5 separate regions of the Mus musculus genome follow, and all the other regions are linked to region 4. Evidence: chromatin contacts called from public promoter capture Hi-C data. All regions are on one chromosome and are shown on one strand. The core of a region is the stretch at or near the end of the contact, and the rest is flanking DNA. Distances in the headings are between cores, read along the strand shown. Region 1 holds the start of Mlst8 (MTOR associated protein, LST8 homolog (S. cerevisiae)). Region 2 holds the start of Pkd1 (polycystin 1, transient receptor poteintial channel interacting). Region 3 holds the start of E4f1 (E4F transcription factor 1). Region 4 holds the start of Tmem204 (transmembrane protein 204). Region 5 overlaps Lmf1 (lipase maturation factor 1).

Region 1 (4,871 bases), core at 2,355-4,854, 600 kb after region 4:
TTTTGAGACAGGGTTTCTCTGTGTAGCCCTGGTTGTCCTGGAACTCACTCTGTAGACCAGGCTGGCCTCGAACTCAGAAATCTGCCTGCCTCTGCCTCCCAAGTGTTAGGATTAAAGGCGTGTGCCACCAAGCCTGGTTAGTGGGTTGACTGTTAAATGGGGACTAGAGCACGACTTAAAAAGTCATGAGGAGGGCTGGCGAGATGGCTCAGCGGGTAAGAGCACTGACTGCTCTTCTGAAGGTCCTGAGTTCAAATCCCAGAAACCACCTGTAGTGAGATCTGACGCTCTCTTCTGGTCTGTCTGAAGACAGCTACAGTGTACTTGTGTATAATAATAAATAAATCTTTGGGCAGAGACTGAGTGAGCAGAGGTTCTAAAATTCAATTCTCAACCACATGAAGGCTCACAACCATGAAGCTACAATGTACTCATATACATAAAATAAATAAATATTAAAAAAAAAACTTGTGAGGAAGTCAAGCATGATGGGGCATGGTGTTAATCCCAGGACTCCGGAGGCAGAGGCAGGCAGATCTCTGAGTTTGAGGCCTGGTCTACAAATCAAGTCCAGAACAGCCAGGGTTACACAAAGAAACCCTGCCTTAAAAAAACAAAAACCAACTAAAAAACTATGTGAAGAGTGGGTGGTGAAATTGGTGGCTGAGAAGGGCAAAGATAAGGGACATACTGGAAGATAGCTAGCTATAACCTATTGTTGGACACTGTTCATAGAGGGGCTACTGGGTTAGGCATTGAATGAAGATGGTGTCCTCTTTTTGGCATTTATGTGCCATATGTGCCGCCCCCCACCCCAGGGCCTTGTGCTTGCTAGGCAAGTACTGAGTTAAATCTCCAATATGTAACAGAAAATCAGATGTGCTTTCAAGAGTCTGGGAGCTGGAGATCGTGGCCAGACACCAGGATAAAGATGGCATGGGAAGCCACAGAGCCTAGGGCAAGGTCAAGAAAAAAAGTGGTAGCATGTCCAGAGCGGGATGGGGCCAAGAAGAGAGACTACTACAGTAGATCCAGTGCTGGTGCTCAGGCACAAGGGTGAGATGAGATTTTTCTGTAAACCACAGTACACAAGGGTCAAGAGGTGGAAAGAATGTATCAACCAAGTGTGACAAAGGCAGTGGCCTTGAGGAATTTTCCCAGAGAGCTGAGGGGGAGATGGGAAGGGAGGCCTTTTGAAGGAGAGAGAATTTTAGCTGTAAGGAGAGTATTGGAATTGTGTGTGTGTGTGTGTGTGTGTGTGTGTGTGTGCGCGCGCGCGCGCGCGCACGCACGCGCCCATGCTATGAGGGAAGCTGGAGCTAGCATTGAAACAGAAGTTATTTTTGCCTAGTATTTGATGTGCAAAGCCCTGTGTTAGATCCCCAATACTGTATAAAACTGGGTGTGGTGACACAGCCACCTGTAATCTCAGTACTCAGGAGATGGAGAGGGGACCTGAAGTTCAAGGTCATTCTTGGCTACATTGTAAATTTGAAGTTACTATACGTTATCAAAGAAATCCCGATTGAAAAACAAACAGCCGGGCGTGGTGGCGCACGCCTTAAATCCCAGCATTCAGGAGGCAGAGGCAGGCGGATTTCTGAGTTCAAGGCCAGCCTGGTCTACAAAGTGAGTTCCAGAACAGCCAGGGCTATACAGAGAAACCCTGTCTCGAAAAAAAAAAGAAAAACAAACAAACAAACAAACAAACATACAAAACACACCTAGGAGGGAGTCTGTGCCCATGCATTTAATCCAAGCACTTGGGAGGTAGAGGCTGGCAGTTCTCTTGAGTTCGAGGTTAGCCTGGTCTACAGAGCAACCAAACCAAAAATCCATATTAAAAATATGCTAAGGAGGTAAAACAGGGACTGGGGAGAGATATAGGAAGAGGGTGTCTATGACCAGGAACCTGGGTGTGTAGACAGGGGAACCGGCCTTGGCTAAGGAGCTGGACTTACCCTCTCTGTGGCTAGAGGGAAAGGGGGTTGCAGCCCCATCTACTGGTGCAGTGGGAAGAGATCATGAGAAAGCAAGGACAACTTTGTAGAGCTGGGTAATAAAAATGGAGGCATGATAGCAGAATTGTCACCAAGAGACCAGAGAGACTTCACCTAGCCACTGATGGGGACAGATGCAGAGTGCCACAACCAAATACTAGGCGGAGTTTGGAGTCCTGCAGAGGAGGGGGGGGGGATTAGAAGAACTAGAGGGGTCAGGAACACCACAAGAACACAGAGGGGCCGGTGGACCTCCTGGGGTCTTGCAGAGTCAGAGAGCTGCTAAGGCTCTGACCTAGGTCCTCTGCATATAAGCTTGGTGTTCTGGAATCCTAACAGGGCTGGGCTGTCCCTGACTCTGCTGCCTGAGATCCTTCTCCTCTTGCTGGGTTGCCTCTTTCAGCTTTAAAGTGATAGTATGTGCCTGGTTTTATTGTAGCTTGTGTGTGTTTGGTTGATGTCCCTGGGAGGCCTGCTCTTTCCTGAGGGGAAGTACTTGGTGGTGGTGGTGGTGGGGTGAATCTGGGAGAGAGGAGAGAGGAGAGGAGAGGCTTGGGGGAGGGGAGGAAGAGGAAACTGCAGTTGGGATGTAATATAGGAGAGAATAATATTTATATTCCAGCTAGGCTTTCCCCAGCTAGGAATATAAATATTATTCTCTCCTATATGCCTCTGCCTCCCAAGTGCTGGGATTAAAGGCTGCGCCGCCACCACCACCCGGCTAATTTGCTGTTCTTGAATCAGATGTTCTACACCTATCTGTTCAATGTTATTTAGTAGACACATAAAGCTGTTGAGTGCTTGTAATGTATCTATCTAGTCTAAATTGAAACTATTCACAAGAACATGATGCACACTATATTTCAGTTTAAAATAAAAAAGCACAAAATATTTATGTTGAATGTGTTAAAAGAATATTTTTATATATTGGGTTAAATAAAAAGTATTATTAAAAATTTTAAAAAATGGAGGCATGAGAGTCTGCAGTTTTAAACGAGTTTCTGGGCTAGCTTATGTGCCCTCAGGATCAGGCTGAAAGGGTCTAGACTATGGCTACCAGATAAAGCAAATAGAAGTAACAGACTGCCCAGTTGCATTCAAACTTCTTGTAAGAAAGTAATTCTTTTAGTACAGTGTTTGAGATATGCCTATACTAAAAGAAAAAGAGAGAGAGAGAAATTAAGAAATTAAGAAATTAAGAAAGAAAGAAAGAAAGAAAGAAAGAAAGAAAGAAAGAAGGAAAGAGAGAAAAGCTAGGAAGGAAGGAAAAAAGAAAAGAAAAAATGATTTTTATCTGAAAATTTTGCATTACCTAGAAATTCTAGCTTGGTTGGTAGGGTAGGTGATTGTGTATGTCTGCGGGGGGTGGAGGGACGACGACAGTGTAATTCCTTCTGGGAGCCAAGTCTGGAAAATAGGCAGCAGTACCATGGCTGTAGTTCCCAGTGAGTTGAAGGGTGGCGTCGCGGCTGATGGCCATTCTGAGCACGATCACTTCTGGAGTTCTTCGTCTCAGAACTCTGGTATCCCTTTCAACTCCCCCACTCCCCGGACCCATGGTCTCGCCCGGAGTTACTATCGATAGCTCTACGCTCGGCCCGGCTTCTATCGACTAGCTCCTCCTCGCCTCGCCGTCCTGGACTAAGGCAGAGTGCAGAGCGTGTGTTAAGGTACGGGGGACACGGGATGAGGGCTGCTACCGACCACTGGGTGGCTAGGAGAGTGCGGTCGGGGTAATCGGGCCGGTAACACAGAGCCAGGGCGGTGTGCAGAGCACTGGGGAGCGCGGGGGTCCTGCCAGATAGCGCCCCCACCCATCCGATCCCAGTGCCGGTCAACTACGCATGCTCAGCAGCAGCAGTGCCGGGCTTTTCCTTAGTCGCCATGCGCATGCGTTGCCTACCCTTGCGAGAGACGGCGCCCGGGCGATGGCCTTCTGCGTGTGACTGCCTCCTGCTGGCTGCTGGCGAGGTGGCGTCTCCAAGCGTGAGGGTGAAGCTGAAGGAACACTCTCCCGGGAGCAAAGTAGCCGGAGTCTTTTTTTTTGAGACTGTCAGCGTGACCCTGAACACTCTTATTTTTCTTAGTTTTAAAGTGAAGTTAATACCGGTACACTGTAGTGTGCAGATTGTTATGCGTACATCTTTTCTCTCCAAACGTTTTGACCTTTGGACCTTACTTATCACCTCTTGGCCCAGTGCAGGTCTCATTTTTTTTCTCCAGCCATCAAACAATGAATACCACCCCAGGCACAGTGGGCAGTGACCCTGTCATCTTAGCAACTGCAGGCTATGACCACACGGTGCGCTTTTGGCAGGCTCACAGTGGAATCTGCACTCGAACAGTGCAGCATCAGGACTCTGTATCCTCCTCTTGGCAGCAGGATGGTGCTGGCCAGAATTAAGTATGAATGATATGTGTTTGGGGAAACTCAGGCCAGGTGGTGGAGGTCTTGATGGCCTTGTAGCCCCAAGGTTTCCCTCTCTGGGTTCTCTTCCTGTTATCCTTAACATGCTCAGCAGGTAAATGCATTGGAGATTACTCCGGACCGAAGCATGATTGCTGCTGCAGGTACCTGAGATTCTCGACCTCTGACCCTTTACTGGCCGTAGTTCTACCTGGCACACCCATGCTTCAATTCCCCCTGTGTCCCTAGGTTACCAACATATCCGCATGTATGATCTCAACTCCAATAACCCCAACCCCATCATCAGTTATGACGGAGTCAGTAAGAACATTGCATCAGTGGGCTTTCACGAGGATGGTCGCTGGATGTATACAGGTGGCGAGGACTGCACAGCTCGCATCTGGGACCTCAGGTGGTGTTGTGTGTTGGGCTGAAGAGGACGGCTGCCCGGGGAGTGGGCAGGC
Region 2 (4,664 bases), core at 471-2,970, 530 kb after region 4:
AAGTGCCCAGGAAGTCTAAGAGGTTGGAATCAGCCGGGCAGTGGTGGTGCACACCTTTAATCCCAGCACTCGGGAGGCAAAGGCAGGCGGATTTCTGAGTTCCAGGACAGCCTGGATTACAGAGTGAGCTCCAGGACAGCCAGGGCTATACAGAGAAACCCTGTCTTGGGGGAAAAAAACAAAAACAAAACAAAACAAAACAAAAAAAAAACCGGTTGGAATCAGTTAATCCTGAGACAAATTACTGCAGTCTGCAATCTCCTCTTAACATTTTTGATCCAACCCTGGTTGCCAACACTGCAAAGGTCCAAACCTAAGCTATGATGTCTAGGCTGTGATACCTTGAAAATACATCGCATCTCCAAGCTTCTTTCCTCACCTGTAAAACAGAGGTCTGGCTCTACGCCAGAGAACTGGACTAAGAATTAAGTGTGATAATCTATAAAAAGAGACTAGTTAAGCCTGGTTCAAGATGTTGATCTCTCAGTGAGATTTGCCTGTTACTTTCAGAAGGCAAAACTGCCGAAATGGCAAATGTTTTAACCCCTCCTGGCAATTTCCCCTCCCTAAGTACCACTAGAGGCCCACATCCATCACACCCTCTACTCCCTAACACTTCTCCAGCAGTCACTATGTGTGGCCAACCTCAGGCCAGGCCGCTGGACCAACCTTTTGTCCCTTAAACATAGTCAATTCTTACACATCCATAAAATTCTTGTCGAGACTCTTCCCCTAGAGGCCAGCTCTGAGCCCCAACAGAAATCTCCAACCCCAGGATACACCTCAATTAGTCTCTAATTAACGTTTATTCCGCAACCTCCTACCACGCCCCACGCACTGTTGTAGCTCCTGTTTGAGGAGCCCCGCAACGTAAAACGTCAGTCTTCGTAGGAACTGGGATTTTTGGCTACTCTTCTGGGTCACGCCGGCTGAGGTCCAAGGTTTTCCTTATTTAGTCGGGCCGACATCCCTGCTGGAGCCTCGCCCTAGGAGCGGCCAGGCCCCGCTGCGTCTTGCGGCCCGAGCTCAGGACCGCGCCCACGCTCTGCGGCCGACAGCCCGGCAAAGCTCCAGAAGGGCTCTATCTACCTCAGCCCTGCTCCCGCCGGACCCAGTCATGATGCTCTAGCCAGGCCGCCCGCCGCCATGGCAACCGCCTGCCCGCCTGCACTGCCTCGGCGCAGCTACTCACAGCGCGGTGGCGTCAGCCGGGATGCGCAGACTCGGCCCTAGCGTCTGCAGCCAGCGGCCGGAGCAATTGACGCGGCAGGCGGCGTCGGGCGCAGGGCCGCAAAAGCAGGGGAGCGGGCAAGGCCCGCAGCCGCGCCCAGGGTCTCCGGCCAGCGCTCCGAGCCACAGGCCCAGGCCTAGGGCCAGCGCCAGGAGAGCAGGCGCGCCGAGCGGCATCGTCAGCGCAGCCCGCGCATGGCCCCGGTTCCCCGAGGCCCCTTGCGCCGGCAGCCGCAGTTCAGGAGGGGCCCGCGGACCTCATGGTGCGGCACGGGGCTGAATGCCGCGGCGGCCGTGGCCCGTCTGCGGTGCGACAGCTGCTCAGCGCTCTGGGGCAGGCCGCACCTCAGGGCCTTGGCCGCCTGCTCGCGCATTCGCGCTGCACTGCAGACCCAGCGCCAGCTCCTCCTCCTCCCCCACCTCCGGCGTGGGGCGGGGCGCCCTCAGACTCCGCCCCTGCGCTTCCAAGTTGGCTGTAGGTGGGACTGGATGAAGAGAAGGCCTTCACAGGCTCCGCCCTCTTCATTGCAGATCCTGCAGTAGGCGGGGCCTGAAGGAAGGGCGCCCTCAGAGGCTCCGCCCAGTGAGCGTGAGCCTTGGTGGGCGGGGTCTCACGGGAGGGGAGTCCTCCGGAGGCCCCGCCTTCTGCACCGCTGGGTCTGCTGCAGACCAGGCTTGAAGGTGGAGGAAGCTCCGCCCCCTCTGCTGCGGCGTTTCGAGCCCCGAGTCAGGCTGCGGTTTGAGCAGCTGCCCGCTTAGGCTGTCCCCTACCCACAACGGCTGGAGAGCTTATGGCTATTCACCCTGCTTTCCCGAGTTCCCCCTTGAAGTCCTCTGGCTGTTGAGGCCTTCTTGGAGTCAGTAGGTTTCTTCGCTCCTAGCCTTCTGCAATCAACAGTCACAATATTAAAAACACTAGTAGGTGCAGAAGAGAGGGCTCAGCACTGGGTGGTGGTGGCAAAGACTTTAATCCCAATACTCGGGTGGCAGAGGCAGGTGGATCTCTGAGTTCAGAGCCCAGCTTGGTCTACAGAGTGAGTTCCAGGACAGCTAGGGATATACCGAGAAACCCTGTGGAGGTGGGGGGTCGGTTAGCGGATAAAGGAAGCCTAATCAGCTGAGTCCTCTCCCGAAATCCACGTACACAAATCCAACTTATACAAAGTTGTCCTCTGGCCGCAACACCCTGGCCATAGCATGCGCTCTACACTGATAATAAATTAAAAAAACAAAACAAAACAAAAAACCCTGCGACCTACAGTTTCTGGGTGCCAGCTGTGCGAGCTTCCACTTCGCAAGTCTTCTCTGACCCTGGAGAGTACCGCCGACCTGAGTCAATAAATACTTGCTGCGTCATATCATGGACCTCTGCCAGAGCATGCTGCAGAGGCTCAGAAGTGATGCATGAGATTGAGCTCACCTGGAGTGGGTGCAGTTTAGCGCCGTGCCCTCCACCACTCCGCGCAGACCACCCTGCGGAGGTGCTGGGGAGACGCTGTACCACCCGCCCACCCGCCAAGCAGCTCCATCTCAGGCTTCAGTCTCCAGGTACTGTAGATCCTTGTGCGCAGGAGCTAAAGACAAAATTAAATTGAGAGAAAAGACTCCAACCATAGCACCGGGGAGTAATCCTTGAAAAAAATGTTTAGACGTCCAAATACCAAGAACTACACAGGAAATATTCAAAAAGGGAAAGAAAAATTAAATTAAAAAGGGAGAGAAAAGTCCACAAAGACAGGAAGTTGATGAGTGCCTTGAGACTGGAGGAAAGGGGTGGGACGTTCTTTGGGGCCAATAAGCATGTTTGTTCCGTAATTAGACGAGTGAATGAACAGCCTTATTAAATATATTGAAACGCACAGAAGCCGGGTGAGGTGGCACACGCCTTTAATCCCAGTACTCAGGAGGCAGGGGCAGGCAGATTTCTGAGTCCAAGGCCAGCCTGGTCTACAGAGTGAGTTCCAGGAAAGCCAGGGCTACACAGAGAAACCCTGTCTCGAAAAACAAACAAACAAACAAAACCAACTCACAGAGCATGCATGGTAGCATGCGCTTCTCAGGCCAGTACTCTAGAGTGAGAGGTTCCTAAAAGCTCCTGACCAGACTACTTAATTAATTTCTCACAGGACTTCCAAGGACACCCTTTTAACCTCTCTCAGCTCCTTCATGGATGAGAATAACAAATACCCATACAAAAAACATAACTTTTTTTTTAATTTTCTGAGGCAGGGTTTGACTGTATAGTGGTCCTGGATGTCCTACAACTCATTCTGTAGACCAGGCTGGCCTTAAACTCACAGAGATCATCTACCTACCTCTGCCTCCTGAGAGCTGGGATTAATGAGTAGTGACACCAGGCTTGGCTTAAATATTCTTAAAAACAATACTAGATATCACGCTTGGGGAATCGTATCTCAATTTTATGTTAGTATGTGTGTGCATGTGTGTGTTCATGCATGCAGGTTCGGACAACATCTCACTAGATAGCCCTAGCTGGCCTGGAGCTCAGATATGAACCTGCTTTTGCCTCCAGATTAAAGGCATGCTCTCCCCCACATCTAACTCATTTGGGGTTTTTTGTTTTGTTGTATTTTTCTCACACTGTAGCCCAGGCTCGGCCTCAGACTTAAGACAATTCCTGCCTCAGCCTCCTGAATGTTGGGGTTACAGGTTTAAACCATCATATCTGATTAACAGTTATGCTTTACAGATAAGGCAAGTTTTGTGTTTTTTTTTTTTAATTTTTAGACAATATTTCACCATGTAGCCCTGGCTGATCCCTATGTGAACCAGGCTGACCTTGAACTCACAGAAACCTACCTCCCTCTGCCTTTAGAGTGCTGGAACTAACGGTGTACACCACTTCACACAGCAATAGTTTTGTTTTTGTTTTGTTTGTTTTTTGAGACAGGGTTTCTCTGTATAGCCCTGGCTGTCCTGGAACTCACTTTGTAGACCAGGCTGGCCTCAAACTCAGAAATCCGCCTGCCTCTGCCTCCTGAGTGCTGGGATTAAAGGCGTGTGCCACCACTGCCCGGCTGTTGTTTTTCAAGACAGGGTTTCTTTGTGTAGCCAGGCTGGCCTCAAACTCACAGAGATCTTCCTGCCTCTGCTGGGATTAAAGGCATATACCACCAAATTATATATATATATAATTTATTTTATAGGGCTAGGCACAGTGGTGGCACACTCTGTAACCCTAACACTGGTGAGGCAAAGGAAAGATCTGAGTTTAAAGCCAGCCTGGTCAACATAGCTGACTCCTGGCCAGCCAAGGCTATATAGTGAGACATCTCTCAAAAAATATCTTTTTAAGCCGGGCGTGGTGGCACACATCTTTAATCCCAGCACTTGGGAGGCAGAGGCAGGCAAATTTCTAAGTTCAAGGCCAGCTTGGTCTATAGAGTGAGTTCCAGCACAGCCAGGGCTATACA
Region 3 (4,453 bases), core at 110-2,609, 630 kb after region 4:
CGGGGCCACCGAGTTACTGGCCACAGGGAGCTACAAAGCCAGACCCTGTCTCAAATCGACCAATGAACCAATCAGTTAACCAATTTTGGTGATAAGCGCTCAACTCAGTCGGTGTACTAAATGTCACAAATGGTCACTTTTATGTATACTTTTCAATACTTTTCATATACCGAATAAAAGTCTTGGGGCTGGCTCGCTGGCTCAGTGGGTAAGAGCACTGACTGTTCTGAAGGTCCTGAGTTCAAATCCCAGCAACCACATGGTGGCTCACAACCACCTGTAATGAGATCTGACGCCCTCTTTTGTTGTGTCTGAAGACAGCTACAGTGTACTTATAATAAATAATCTTTGGGCCAGAGTGAGTACAGACTGAATGAGCGAGGTTGACTAGAGCAAGCAGAGGTCCTAAATTCAATATCCAACAACCACATGAAGGCTCACAACCATCTGTACAGCTACAGTGTACTCCTATACATAAAATAAATCTTTACAAAAAAAGTCTTTGGAAAGGAGCACTCGAACTATCTCCAAATGGAGTTCTTTCTCATGCCCAGGAAATTCTGACATTGCAACCCAGGTCTGAGTCCAGGATTCTATATTGGGTAGCAACCCTAAAGAGTTCAGATTCTCTGGGCGGCTAAGAACACATTGGCTGTGTATCTAGGTTCATTTCCCAACACCTACATGTAACTTCATCTGTAATTCCAGTTCCAGGTCAGACACCCTCTTCTGGGCCCCACGGGCGCTAGGCATGCACGTGGTGCACAGACATGTATGCAGACAAACCATACTACATTAAAAAAACAAAACAAAAAAGTGAGAGAAGGGGTTGGAGAGATGGCTCAGCGGTTAAGAACACTGACTGCTCTTTTGAAGGTCCTGAGTTCAAATTCCAGCAACCACATGGTGGCTCACAACCACCTGTAAAGAGATCTGACGCCCTCTTCTGATGCGTCTGAAGATAGCTACAGTGTACTTAATGAATAAATCTTTAGGCCTGAGCGAGCAGGGACTGAGCAAGTGGAGTTGACCTGAGCAAGTGGGGCAACCAGAGCAACCGGAGCAAGCAGAGGTCCTAAAAATTCAATTCCCAACAACCATATGAAGGCTCACAACCAGCTGTACATGTACTCATATACATAAAGTAAATAAATCTTTTTTTAAAAAAGTGAGAGAAAGGGAGAGTTCTTACTCCACGGATAGTTCACTTTGGACCAAGTCCTGCCAATTTAACACAAGCCACGCCCACTTCCGCCCTGATGTCTGGCGCTGATGGCTCTCAAAGAGCCAAGCTCCACCTCTACTGACGCGCTAGACCGCAACCCATAGCCCCGCCTTTTTGCCTGTCCGTCAAATTCGTTTTTGTCCCGCCCCCTGCCTGTCGGACACGCAGCCCTCGGTGCGGCCCGTTGTTATGACGACATGGTCGTAAATCCGCCATCTTCCTGTGGCGCGTTGCGACATGGAGGGCGCGATGGCAGTGCGGGTGACGGCCGCTCATACGGCAGAAGCCCGGGCCGAAGCCGGGCGTGAAGCGGGCGAGGGCGGGGTTGCGGCGGCGGCGGCCTTGTCCTCCGGCGGCTTCCTTGGGCTCCCAGCGCCCTTCAGCGAGGAAGGTAACGAGCCTACCGAAGCCTGGTGCGGCCGGGGTGCGGGCGGCTCTGTCCGGGCTGCGGTGTACGGTCTCGCCCGGATCCTGGCTACTCGAGTGTCTGTAAACCTTCACAACTCTCACAGGTTTCCCTTCGGACTGCCTCTAACCCGTTGGGCCAGATGCAGAGGCTCACAGGGAGCCCATTTCTCCAGCCCCTTGGGGTCGATCTGGCCAAACAAACATCGCTCGCTCCTCTTCAGCGCCCATCAGCCCTAGCTTCTGCTTCTCCTCTGCCACTCGGGCCTTAGTTCGGGCGGAGCTGGAGACTGGAGGCGGGGCCGCTCTGTCAGACAGGGATTAGGGACCTGACCTGGGGAGGCGGCACCGCCCCACTGAGGACCTGGGCCTTCCCTACGGGGTGGAGCAACGCTTCCAAGAATGTGCGGAACACCCCCCGCTCAATCCGACTTGTACCATTACTTAAACCAAGCTCGAAAGGCGAACTATCATTACTACTATTCACTTCAGAGATGGAGATAATTGAGGTTCAAGGTCGTCCATCTGGTTCCTGTCAAGGATCAGATTGGAGCCGGGGCTGTAACTCCTCTCTTAAACCCTTTAATTTTTCCTAGGAGTATGGCAAAGAGTTAAAATCGTGTCTGTATGCCGAGGGCTGTGTTGGCACCAAGGATTACGTCTCTAGGTGCTGATATTTTTTAGAGGTGGTTTGGGTATCTCCTGTGCATTAGTTCCACGGAGCTGTAGATTTGATCAGACAGGAAGTGGTTTGACAAGTATTACTGGTATATTGCTGCTCTTTGTCATGAAAGAACTCAGTCCCACTGTAATTTTTTTTTCCCTTATTTCAGCTTGGAGAGAGTCAGTTACCGTCTCAGGGAACTCTTTGGAGTTTCTAGGTTTTTTGTTTGTTTGTTTGTTTGTTTGTTTGTTTGAGACAGTGTTTGTATAGTTCTGGCTGTCCTGGAACTCACTCTGTAGACCAGGTTGGCCTCGAACTCAAAAATCTGCTTGCCTCTGCTTCCCAAGTGCTGGGATTAAAGGCATGAGCCACCACTATCCAGCTGAGTTCCTGGTTTTTGTTTTTGTTTTTTAAAGACAGGGTCTCACTATGTAGATTTGGCTGGCCTTGAACTCACAGAGATGGTCCTGACTCAGTCTCCCCATTGCTGGGATAAAGGCATATGCTTGTAGGTTCTTGGGTCTACTTATGACATTGGTTCTCAGACTTCCTAATACTTCCATCCTTTAATACAGTTCCTTATATTCTGGAACTCCCAACCGGAAAGTTGTTTTGTTGCTACTTCATAACCGCAAGTTTGCTACTGTGCTGATTTGTAATGTAGATATTTGGTAGCAACCCCAAGGGGTCGGGACCCACCTGTTGAGAACCTCTGGTTTATGGTCTTAGTGTGAAATGGGATAGGTGTGTCCTTTTCTGGGTCAGGGACTCTTTGAGTATCAACATTTTGGTGCTGAGTCAGACTCTAAATGAGTGGGGTGGGAGGGGTAAGGCTCTTCGGTGTTTAGTTTGTGTGAGCAGAGTGGAGGGCACCACCCTCTTTCAGGTGGCCTATGGGCCAGTCATAGCTTGGGTTTGACCTTTTATTTGATCATTAATTTGTCATTGACTCCTCCTTGTCCCAGGCTGGGTTTGACTTTGATGTGGGACTGACTATAAGACAGTGGAAACAAGACAGACTGTTTTGGAAGCTTGAGTCTGGCTGGCTCAGCTCAGTGACCTTGAACCCTAGTAATCTCTCTAGGATAAACTAAGTCATCTCTTTCCCCAGGATGCTGGCATGATTTGGTTAAATTCTTAAGTGCTAAGTTGGAAGGATGGCTCAGTAGCTAAGAGTACTTGTTGCAGCTGAGCTATGGTGGTGCATGCCTTTAATCCCAGCACTTGGGAGGCAGAGGCAGGTGGATTTCTGAGTTTGTGGCCAGTCTGGTCTATAGAGTGAGTTCCAGGACAGCCAGGGCTACACAGAGAAACCCTGTCTCAAAAAGAAAAAAAAGTACTTGTTGCTCTTGCAGAGGACCTGGGTTCAATTCTTAGCACTTATACAGTAGTTAACAAATGTAAATGTTTGTAACTCCAATTCCAGGTGATCTGATACCTTCTTTTGTTCTTTGTGGGCACCAGCCACACATATAGTGTACCGACATACATGCAGGCAAAACACCAACACATGAAGTAAAAATAGATAACTCTTAAAGCAAAAGGGGGAGAGGGCAGGAGTGGTGGTGCACACCAGCACTGAGGAGGCAGAGGCAGAGGCAGGCACATCTGAGTTCAAGCCATCCTGGTTCTAAGTAGTGAATTTCAGGACAGCTGTGGCCATGTAGAGCTATGTGTATGAGTTATGTGGGTGCTGGGGATTGAACCTGGGTCCTCAGGAAGCGCAGCCAGTTCTCTTAACCACTAAGCCACTAAGCCAGCTCCCAAAAACAATTATTTTTGTTTTGTTTTTCGAGACATGGTTTCTCTGTATAGCCCTGGCAGTCCTGGAACTCACTCTGTAGACCAGGCTGGCCTTGAACTCAGAAATCTGCCTGCCTCTGCCTCCCAAGTGCTGGCATTAAAGGCATGCGCCACCACTGCCCGGCTACACAAATAATTCTTATGTAGTTATTATCTATTAGGGGCTAGTGAGGAGCAGTGTCTCGACCTGTTGGTGAGGGCCCCAGATGCAGTGTATGTGGGATGTATAATTGCTTTGGACTGCTTTATTCCTGGAGTAGACTTGAGCAGGATGCTACCCAATGGGGACAATGTAGCATCAGAAGAGAGAAAGGATGAGGCAGGGTGTGGTTGTGTCCCAATGGTAGAATGTTTGC
Region 4 (4,508 bases), core at 1,020-3,519:
CATGGCGGTGGCACAGTGCTGGGGGTGGGGGCTGGATGAGCATGCAGCTCCAGTAACAATGTAAGGTCTGACTCAGGGCAACAGACAGCAGAAAGGTCAACCCTCTGGGTGAGAGATTTCCTACCAGCCACACCGGAGCTTCATATCTCAAGAGAGGACCCTCCTAACTCCATCTCTCCCTGCTTCCCCTCCTACACAGGAGCTTCATATCTCACGAGAGGACCCTCCTAAGTCCATCTCTCCCTGCTTCCCCTCCTACACAGATAGGCAGATGGTTTAGGGGACAGACACCTGCAAATAAAAGTTCCTAGAAGCACAGGTGGGGATCAGGGCCCTGGTTTCCTCCCCACCCAGCTCAGGAAAGTCAAAGCCAGAACTGGTGCAAGGGCCTTCCCTCCCTGAGATGCCCACACGTGTCCTGCAGCCTTCAGGGCCAGCTGTACAATGCTGAGACAGGAGGATGTCATCAGTTTGAGAGTTAGAGAATCTTAACACAGCTTCTCGGTTCTCACCGGGAATTAGCCATTTACTAACCACCCAAAAAATAAAGGAGGAAAATAGATGTTCTCTTAACGGAGACTTTGGGAGACCTTCCTTTCAAATATTTCATCTCTGAAGTGTTGTGTAGGAGATGTTGCACCCTAATTCTGCCTCTGGGGGGAGGCACAGGCAGAAACAATGACAGCTGTACCACTTAAGTGCCTTCGGAGTCATAGCACAAGCTGAGGGTAGATGGCACCCCACACGGCTTGTCAAGTCCCTCCTACTTAGAACATACCCCACAGGGAGGCTGGCCCAGAGACCTGGAATGAAGCGTAAATTTCCTTCAGGCCCTGAGCAATAAGAATAAAAAATATAAATAAGCCACAATGACACTTGCTACAAACTTGAGGGTGAAAAATCATATTATTCCTCAGAGGACTTACATTCTCAGAACTGCTGACAGTCAAAAGGCTGGACAGAGACAGAGTCCTTGCCTTTTGGAATGTAAACTTAAGGAGTGCCAGGAGCCTGACTATATATGGGAACGTGTGATTGAAGGCAGCCACACTAGGAAGTAGGGGGTGGCCCAGCATGTCAGTTCATGAAGACAGGAAAGGTCGGTTCCGGCCTGTCCCGGCCAGTGCACTAGTCAGCACCAGGCTGTCCCAATCCTGCCCGGTGCGGTGCGGTGCAGTACGTGTGTTTGAGATGGTTCAGCCCACAGCTCCTGCGTTCTTGTGTTCATTTATGCAGCTCTGGAACCCTGGTGGGAGGCTCTGGAGGCGGGACACAGTCTCAGACCTGGTGGCTTTTATTTACCAGAGCTGAAGCGCTATGAGGAAGGAGAGCAAATGTACAGTCGCTCTGTCCAGCCTCAGGGGAGCGAGCACTTTGCTAGTAAGCAAACTTGGCTGCTCAGAAGTCACATCAGCTATCCAGCCTGCTTGGTGGCACAACCCCTTACAGAATCCCACCTTTTCTTGCCAGCCCAAGAACAACCCCTTGCAGAGGTTCCTCAAGGTTCCCCTTCCTTGTAAGGTCTGAGTACACTTGCTCCCTTGAGGTGAATGGATCTCTGTCAGCAGATGGTGGCCTGCCTCAGGTGCCTCTACACCTTACTCTGTCCTGCCATTAGTTCCACATGTTGTGGTGACCCCCAACCATAAAATTAGTTTGTTGCTATTTCACAACTGTAATTTTGCTATTGTTATGAATTCTAATGCAAATATCTGTGTTTTCTGATGGTCTCAGGTGACCCGTGTAAAAGGGTCATTTGACCCCCAAAGAGGTCATGACCTACAGACTGAGAACCACTGCTTTAGACATTGGGGATTCACAGCACCTATCATGCCTTAGGCAATGGATGGATGGATGGATGGATGGATGGATGGACACCTAGTCCCTGAGGATTCTGCCTGCCCGTGCTGTCTGCAGCATCCCCTGGTCCGGGACCTAGCACAGCTGGCTAGGTTTGACGGCAACAGGTAAGAAGATGAGTGTCCTGGCTGGCATCCCTGACTATTCCTATGGGACAGGAAGATGGGGAGGGGCAGCCAGTGGTGGGCTGGAGCAGGCCTCTGAAGTCTCCCCAGGCCTTTCCCATCAGGAAGCACATCCTGTTAGTGTCTGGCTCTGTGGCAGGGCTGCTATTTGTTGCAGTTGGCTACGCCCTCCTGCTCACCAAAAACAGCCTCAAAAACAACCATTTCCTCTCTGCTGAGAGACAGGGAAACGGGAGCTCACACACATACGCGCATACACATGCTTCCTTGTGGCAGGCGTTCTGCTTTTCAGGACCTGCCATTTGTGGCAGAGATACCAAGACGGGATACATAGCAGAGAGGTGGCCAAACCCACACTGCGTCCACAACCCTGTTCCTCCATCAGACTGGCTCCCACAGCCCGTTCTGAGGCGCGTAACCTGGCTGATTCCCACGCTGTGCCTGCCTCCCGAGTTGCTGTCCATTTTCCACTGCTGTAGGCAAGAGGCACTGTGGACACAGCCTCCCTGGCCTCTGTTCCAAAGAAGACGACCCACTTACAACTCTGGATTCTCGCTGGTGCAGCCAGTGCCCCAGATTTCTCCCTGGAATGGGTCTTGGGGAGACCAGCTTCAGCACAGGCTTGTCCCTGCTCCAGGCTCAAGAGGCAGGCTAAGACAGGGCTGTGAGTAGCTCTCTTGGACCCGTCCCATGGGCGACATCCTCCTGTGCCGGGCTGGAGCTGCCGCATAGCTTCCCAAGGATGAGTGCTGATGTCCTCTAGCCACCCCTAGCAGCATCTTGGCTTTCTCTGGATGCACAGCGGCTGACTGGGACTTGGAACTCTCCGAGATAGACAGTCCTGGAAGTCAGAGATGACTCTCCAGAAGCTTGTGGCCACCGCTGTGCTGGTGGCCCTGGTCTCCCTCATCCTCAACAACGCAGCAGCCTTCACCCCCAATTGGGTGTACCAGACGCTGGAGGACGGACGCAAGCGGAGTGTGGGGCTGTGGAAGTCTTGCTGGCTGGTGGACAGGGGTAAGGGAGTCACAAGCCCTGGGACTCGAACTGGGCAGGTGGACACCCATGACTGTGAGGTTCTAGGATGGGGCTCGGAATCAGCAGGTTTCCAGGAGTCCCGAGGCACCGTCAAACGTAAGTCTTGTTATTTTTCTGTCACCTTCCAGTGGTTAGGTGAGGGGAGGTTGTGTCCGTCCATGCTGAGGGTGGCAGCAGGGAACCTGCACCTCCTGCCCACCCTGACAAGCAACGCTACAGAGCTCCACTGTTCAGCTTAGACTCTGTCTGTGGCTTCCTTCACAAGAAGTCACTCCCGTGGCTGGAGGCTCCTTCTCTGCCATTACATGTGGCTGAAGGATGAAAGATGGGTATCCTAATCAAAGCAAGTCATTTTTCCTTGGTTAGAAAGAAATATTACTTAATAAGGAAAACAAGAAGTGTGAGAACATGTGGCTGAGTTCTGTCTTAACGGCTGAGGTGGTCAGGGCCTTTCGGACAGTGCAGGAGACTCTGGCTGGGATGTCCGGGAGACCAGAGGAGGCACAGAGCAGCAAAGGGCAGAGTGTTACCTCCCTGACGCCCATGGTGGCCTTTTCCTTTCCCAGCTCTCTTGTTCTGGGGTCTATGCACTACCCTGGGAGTTGGAAACGTCTCTTTAAATAGCATGCACTGTTTGAGAGTACGAGAATAAAGGGCCTCATAAATATGAGGATGCAATCTAAAATCGACACATCTGCTGACATGTGAGTTCTTTCCTGGTAATGACCCCCTAAAGCAGACAAGAGGGTCTGTCTAACAAGTACCCAGTCTCCTACAAACTGCCTTGGAGGCTACAGGTCAGATGGCGGCTGTCGGGAGATGACGCTGGTCTTTAGAAAGCATGCGACGTAGGTGAACATCTGTTCAGTGTAAGGGGACTTCCTGGAAATCCTGAGCAATGTGCCCAGTGCAACCACCTCAGCCCTGGTCATGACTGACACAGGGCTTGCCGACAAGGCAGGGGAACACCACCCGCCTCTTGCGAGCAGAGGCACCCAAGCTTACCACGGGACAGCTCGGCCTCTTTCCTTGGGTCTTGACAGGCAGGGAGCCCTTTATTGAGAAGATCAAAGATGAATGCACTCTGAGGAGCTAGATGCCTTGTGGGAGGCCAAGGGTCTCAATGTGGGTCTCTGTCATGTGTCCATGGAGAGCTCTCCCTGTGCATCCTATGACCATTCTGCCTAAGCAGGAGAGCTAGTAACCTCAAGGCTTCCCTAAGCTTCTCATATGGGCTGTGGTTTGCCCAGTCCTAGAAGCCTCAGGTCTTCTGGGGTGGGGCCAGGTATAGGCAGGAGCTCCTACCTAGTGCCTCTCATTAGGCTCTGAGAATAGCCAATTCCAGACCCAGCCCACTCCAGGCCATAAAGATTCTGAGGAGGCCAACCATGCCTTGTGATATGTGCACACTCCTGCCTCCTTTCCCCGCTTTTTGTGCTCTATCAGGTCATCCCAGGAACATCTTGTGTAGACATCTGTTCTTCC
Region 5 (4,958 bases), core at 721-3,220, 570 kb before region 4:
GTATACAAATTAGCCTGTATCACAGAGCTCCGTTTTTTTGAGACAAGGTCTCTAGGCCCAGGTTGTCCTCAAAATCCCAAACCTCCTTTGTCAGTTTCCTGTGGGTGAGGTTACAGGTGTGTGCTGAGTGCTTGGCTCACTTTGATATAATAGAATAAGCATCGTATGTGGGAGCCTGACTTCCAGCTAGCTGATGGAGCACTGTTTCGGGGGTGTCTGTGCAGGTCCAGAAGCATTTGAAAACCAGCCGGAACGATGATGCTCTACCCATTGCCCTGGGCATCACCCACCCACCAAGGGTCTGGAAAGAACAAGAGGGTCCAGGAAAGGCCCATCTCTACTCCCAGGGCCGGATGCCACCTCTTCCTGCTCAGGCCTGTGGGTGTCCCTGGTCCGTGGATAAAGCCAGCATGGAGACAACCGCCTTTCCTGGTTCTTGGTCCTTGAGTTTGGACTGGGCCCCGACTACCAGCCTTCTTGAGTTCCTAGCTCACAGGTCGAAGATCCTAAGACTTCCCATGGTGCAACAGGCTGGGTTGCTGCTCCTCTCTTATCTGTGTGCCCTGTTGGCTTCTCCTCTGTGGACTGTCTATGGCGCACACTTCTGTGCCAGGATCCCCCCCACTTAGCTTCCAGGGGCACATGGCAACCTTTATTCCTTCTTTCCCCAGTCATGGTTATTTTCATGGGAAGCAAGGCATAGAAAAGTGCTGTTCAGGCGCTCAGTGTGTCTGCAGGTGCTGCTTAAGGTTGCTGGAGGGAGGGCCTCAGGTGGCACCCAGCCACTACATGGTCACTGGACATCCTACTGGGCTGCAGTCTTGCCTGCAAGGCAGAACCTGTTGCCTTGAAAGCTGTAGTCGGCACCTTCTTGAGGGTGACAGTTGGTGACTGAGTCCTCAGTAGTCACTGTTTTCTTTCTGCTGGTAGCCACCTCAGGCAATTCAAATCATCTCTAGCTCCTGAGCAGGGAGGCTGCACCTCAGCACCTCGAGGTGAGGCTCTGACTAACCACTTTGCTGAGATGCCATGTCCATCTGCTGCAGATGTTTGTCTGCTCCTGCTCCCGTGAGGCTGGGACCTTGCACTGCATGAGGCCTCCTCAGCTGCCTGACAGCCATGGTTGCATGCCCGGGGAGCTCTGAATGTCATAGACCCTCCCTGAGCTCATGGCCTTGTTGGTGGGGGCCACTGGTATGAACCTATTTTCAAAACTCCCCGTACTCAGGTGGGAAATCCCAGAGAACCAAGTGTCACAGAGCCCACTTTGTATGTACCTGTTGTGGAAAAGCCAACAAAAGCAACTGAAGGAGGGAAGGGTTTGGCTCACAGTTGGAGGACGTGCAGTCCATCAAGGAGGGGAAAGCATGGAAGTCAAGGTGGCTGGGCACATTCTGCCTGTGGTCAGGAGGCAGAGAGAGATGGATGCTGGTGCCCAGCTCTCTGTTCTCCCTCTTCCCATTTCATCTAGTCTGGGGCTCATGCCTGTGGGATGGTGCGACCCGTGTTCAGGGTGGTGGGACCTTTCCTCCTCAATTAATTCTCTCTGAAACATCCTCACAGACACGCTCAGGCATTTGTCTCCTGGAGTGGATTTGTCACCTAGAGCCAAGGTGACAACGCAGGTTAACTGTCACCAGGTGGAATCCTGTTTCTAATAAAGCACTGAGGAGAGCCTGTGACACTTCACCCAGGTGGACAGATGGTGACTGAGCCCAGAGGTCAGGCCCGCTCAGCCCACGCAGTTCAGAGTCCCCTCCCCACATGGCCTATTTGTTCAGTAAGACTGGAATTCATCATGCAGCACACACTCGGTCCAAGTGCTCCAAAGGGACCTTATCTTACTTGTTTTCCTCCTAGCGTCACCGCTGCCTTTTCCTCTGAGGGAAATGAATCTCGTCACAGCCCATCTGTGTTTACCCCTGGCCGGCAGAGTCCTCAGCGAGCTCTCAGTGCGCTCTGCAGATGACCGGCCTGGAGTGGGTGAGGCTCGGGGACGGCAGAGGAAGATGAACGTGTGTTGGTGGTATTTAGCCCCAGAGAGGCTACAGCAGATGTTCCAGGCAGATGCAACATGACCCCAAAAGGAAGAGGGGGGATTTCTGATGTCCCTGCTGGGCTTGCAGTTACCACGGAGGACACATTCTTGCAGGCAGGCTTCCATAGGAAAGGCAGGAGCTTGAGAGGACCTTCCGGGGGATATGCATGTGGTCATAAGGACCTTCCACAGAGGTCATGCATACAATCACAGGGACCTTCCACAGAGGACATGTAGGCAGTCACAGGGACCTTCCACAGAGGACATGCATGCAGTCCATGCAGTCCAGGGACCTTCTATAGAGGACATGCATGCAGTCACAGGAACCTTCCACAGAGGACATGTCTGTAGTCACAGGGACCTTCCACAGAAGACGTGTGTACTCTCAAGGAATCCGGGTAGCCCCATGAGGCCTTAATAAAGTAGATTCAACCTCAAAATCTGACTCTCCCAAGATCCTTTCCTGCCTTCCTATTGCTGAGTCTCAGGCCCAACCCCACCTCCTTCTTGTTCCTTGGTGAGGACTGATACCATGGTGGGCCTCGGATGTCCTGACCTGGCTCAGCAGCGGAGGCTGAGCATACCGCCCCTTCCGGGGTCATCCCCTCCTGCGGCCATGCAGGGATCCTAGGAGCAGCTGTGTAAACCGAGTGTGGGAGGAAGTGAGTGAACTCAAGCTCTGGCCCACAGGAAGGAACACAGGAACCGGTGGGTCAGAGTGGGAGCAGTGCGGCTCCACACCAGGCTGCACTCAGGTGCCACAGCGCTGCATGGTCAAGAGCATGCAGTCACGCCCAACACCTTCCACACAGGCTCCTGGGATGGTTAAGGCCATGCACTGCTCAGACCAATCCTAGTGGGCAGGAAGTGTCTCAGCGGGATCTGGGGACATGGGACCAGGACTGGGGAGAAGCCATAGCCCTGCATAGCTCCATTCCCTCTAGACTCGATGTGGCCAGTTCCATGTTCTCCACCACGAGAGTCAGGTGGAAACTGCTAACCAGGGATCCCCTACTTGACAGAATAAACACTGGGGATGTCTTGCTGTCCCTGCAAGGACTACAGGAGTTAATAGTGGTTCAAGATGGTTGGTAGGTCCTGGAGGGTGTGGTGTAGGCTTTTTCATTTTCTGGGGTCTACCACATGGGGGTTGCTGGGAGAAGCTTGCTGCACAGCCCCTTGTACACAAGGAAGAGAAGACACCTGAACCCCAGGAGACCCCAGCACTCAAGGTATCTGCTATGCCCAGATGTGGACTTTTGATACCTGTTTCTCGTACCTGTGCAGCTGGCTCTGCAGGAAGTGATTCCCAGTCCTGGTCTCTGCAAACATCCCTGGGTGCTTAGTGTGCAACACATGTGCCTGTCTTGGTCCTCACTCCCTGGGGCTCTGGGTGATATTCTGGAAGGGCCGGTCTAGGCACCAACTTCCTTTCTAGGCCATCAGGTCCAAAAGCATCCCCACTACTCTACCCAACCTTATACATGGGTCAGAACAAGATGGAGACACACTTGAGGCTCTGGCTCTTCCCCCGTGTCCGGTCCATCCAGCTGGATGGCCCTGCTTCCCAGGCAGGGTGGGTCTAGGTGTGGGGGCCAGTAGGGCATATTTTTTTGTCATCTCAAGATTAGCACTGTCTGTGGCCTTCAGAAAACTCGTGGGAAACAGGTACTCCCCGGAGATGCTGGCTCTGAGGAGATATGAGCAGTTAAGCCATAGGGAGATGCAAGGAGCCCCGAACACATGACTGAGAGAAGCTGGCTAGAGAGATGACTAGAGATGGCTGGAGAGTTGTGGTCCCAACTCCAGGATGTTTCGGAAAGACTGAAGGCCAGGGGTCAGTTCGGGGGAAGATGAACCAGTGTTCACTAAGGAGACTCAGGGGAGGAAGGCGTGACAGTGATGGTGCATACACAATCCCCCCTGTCCAAACCAGAGAGCGCTCCTTGGACTCAGTCATGTGCACTGTCACACTGCCACTGTGAACCCCATCAGTGTGAAGTGGCTCACAGTGGGGACCTGGGGCACAAGGACTTTTCTGTGATCTCTGCATCGCTTCTAAAAGTATCCTGATTAGAATACAGAACAAAATGGAGCTAACCTATTGGCGCACTGGGTGCTGGCGGAGAGGGAGGAGCCAGAGATGGCTTCGTAGCCAAAGGTCACTGTGGCACAGGTGCCAGTGAGGCTCAAAATCTGCTCACAGCCAGTTCTGATTTAAAACCAATCCTGCGTAGAGAGAAAGGGTGTGAGGAGGAGAAAGAGGCTCATGGGTCCGAACTTTGCACTGAGGAGAACATGTCGTTCCCTCTCTCCTTTTTAACTAGTAAATTTGAAAATAGCTGAAAAAGAAGTATTTATTCCCAGGCAAAGCTGCTTTGAGAAGGATGCCCATAGTCATGGGCTGGGCCACTGCAAGGCTTCCAAGCTCTGCCCGACTGTGCACACTCAGCGTTGCCCAGGCTCGGAGAATGGACTGCCTGGGCCTCCATGGACCCTGCAGAGAGAGGGGCTTGTCTTTTGAGTGTGGGGCAATGAGCCCAGACAGGGAATCCACACTAGGCTGGAAAACTACACATAGGTCTCTCTCACTGACAATCATGCAAAATCTAAAACAAAACACTGGCAAATTAGCTCCAGCAATATATTAAAATATCTGCAGCATGACCAAGCTGAGTTTATTCTAGAATATGAAACGTGCCCAGCCTGAGCAACAGTAATGTAATTCATCTCATTAAAATATTGAAGGAGGAAAAAAAACCCAGCGACCCTCTCCTGACTGACAGGGAAAATGTCAGCCTTGGTCAACATCTGTTCATGACTGAAAATGGAGAACCAAAACCACAAGATGACCCTGGTCTGGCAGCGCGGGCCCGTCATGCCTGCTGCTGGGGAGGCTGAGGTGGGAAGATCATAAGTT

What was found. Promoter capture Hi-C pulls out the DNA fragments that hold promoters and counts their contacts.
Region 1: a promoter capture Hi-C map of fetal liver shows a contact between it and region 4, with 5 times the contacts expected there. The contact joins the promoter of Mlst8 here to the promoter of Tmem204 in region 4. A contact is called at or near these places in 7 of 39 promoter capture datasets (embryonic stem cells, fetal liver, hippocampal neurons and 3 more) and 1 of 115 datasets of contacts at active chromatin or transcription factors (pancreatic cancer cells).
Region 2: a contact with region 4 is called in a promoter capture Hi-C map of liver, with 2.2 times the contacts expected there. The contact joins the promoter of Pkd1 here to the promoter of Tmem204 in region 4. A contact is called at or near these places in 2 of 39 promoter capture datasets (liver and stem cell-derived epiblast-like cells).
Region 3: a contact with region 4 is called in a promoter capture Hi-C map of liver, with 2.2 times the contacts expected there. The contact joins the promoter of E4f1 here to the promoter of Tmem204 in region 4. A contact is called at or near these places in 2 of 39 promoter capture datasets (liver and stem cell-derived epiblast-like cells).
Region 5: a promoter capture Hi-C map of liver shows a contact between it and region 4, with 2.4 times the contacts expected there. The contact joins the enhancer-like site here to the promoter of Tmem204 in region 4. A contact is called at or near these places in 5 of 39 promoter capture datasets (HPC-7-derived erythroid cells, embryonic stem cells, liver and 2 more).

The regions. Positions count from the first base shown.
Region 1 is chr17:24,477,811-24,482,681 of GRCm38.p6, reverse strand. Mlst8 (MTOR associated protein, LST8 homolog (S. cerevisiae)) reads left to right here and starts at 3,604. Exons shown (of 9, transcript NM_001252464.1): 1 at 3,604-3,670; 2 at 4,224-4,362; 3 at 4,520-4,571; 4 at 4,657-4,819. The coding sequence starts at 4,234.
Region 2 is chr17:24,547,006-24,551,669 of GRCm38.p6, reverse strand. Pkd1 (polycystin 1, transient receptor poteintial channel interacting) reads right to left here and starts at 1,720. Exons shown (of 46, transcript NM_013630.2): 1 at 1,193-1,720. The coding sequence starts at 1,407. It overlaps LOC115488769 (a long non-coding RNA gene), which reads right to left and starts at 1,186. Exons shown (of 2, transcript XR_003952238.1): 1 at 1-1,186.
Region 3 is chr17:24,452,298-24,456,750 of GRCm38.p6, reverse strand. It overlaps E4f1 (E4F transcription factor 1), which reads left to right and starts at 1,359. Exons shown (of 14, transcript NM_001301784.1): 1 at 1,359-1,616. The coding sequence starts at 1,463.
Region 4 is chr17:25,078,875-25,083,382 of GRCm38.p6, reverse strand. Tmem204 (transmembrane protein 204) reads left to right here and starts at 2,269. Exons shown (of 3, transcript NM_001001183.1): 1 at 2,269-3,119. The coding sequence starts at 2,840. All of the region lies in intron 18 of Ift140 (intraflagellar transport 140), which reads right to left.
Region 5 is chr17:25,645,808-25,650,765 of GRCm38.p6, reverse strand. All of the region lies in intron 6 of Lmf1 (lipase maturation factor 1), which reads right to left. Among named protein-coding and RNA genes, the nearest start is that of Gm22645, 46 kb to the left of the region's middle. Within about 2 kb of position 1,970, at least 9 of the 459 cell types and tissues checked have an H3K27ac peak or open chromatin away from gene starts, as enhancers often do. A contact at or near this core is called in liver, where this site is marked.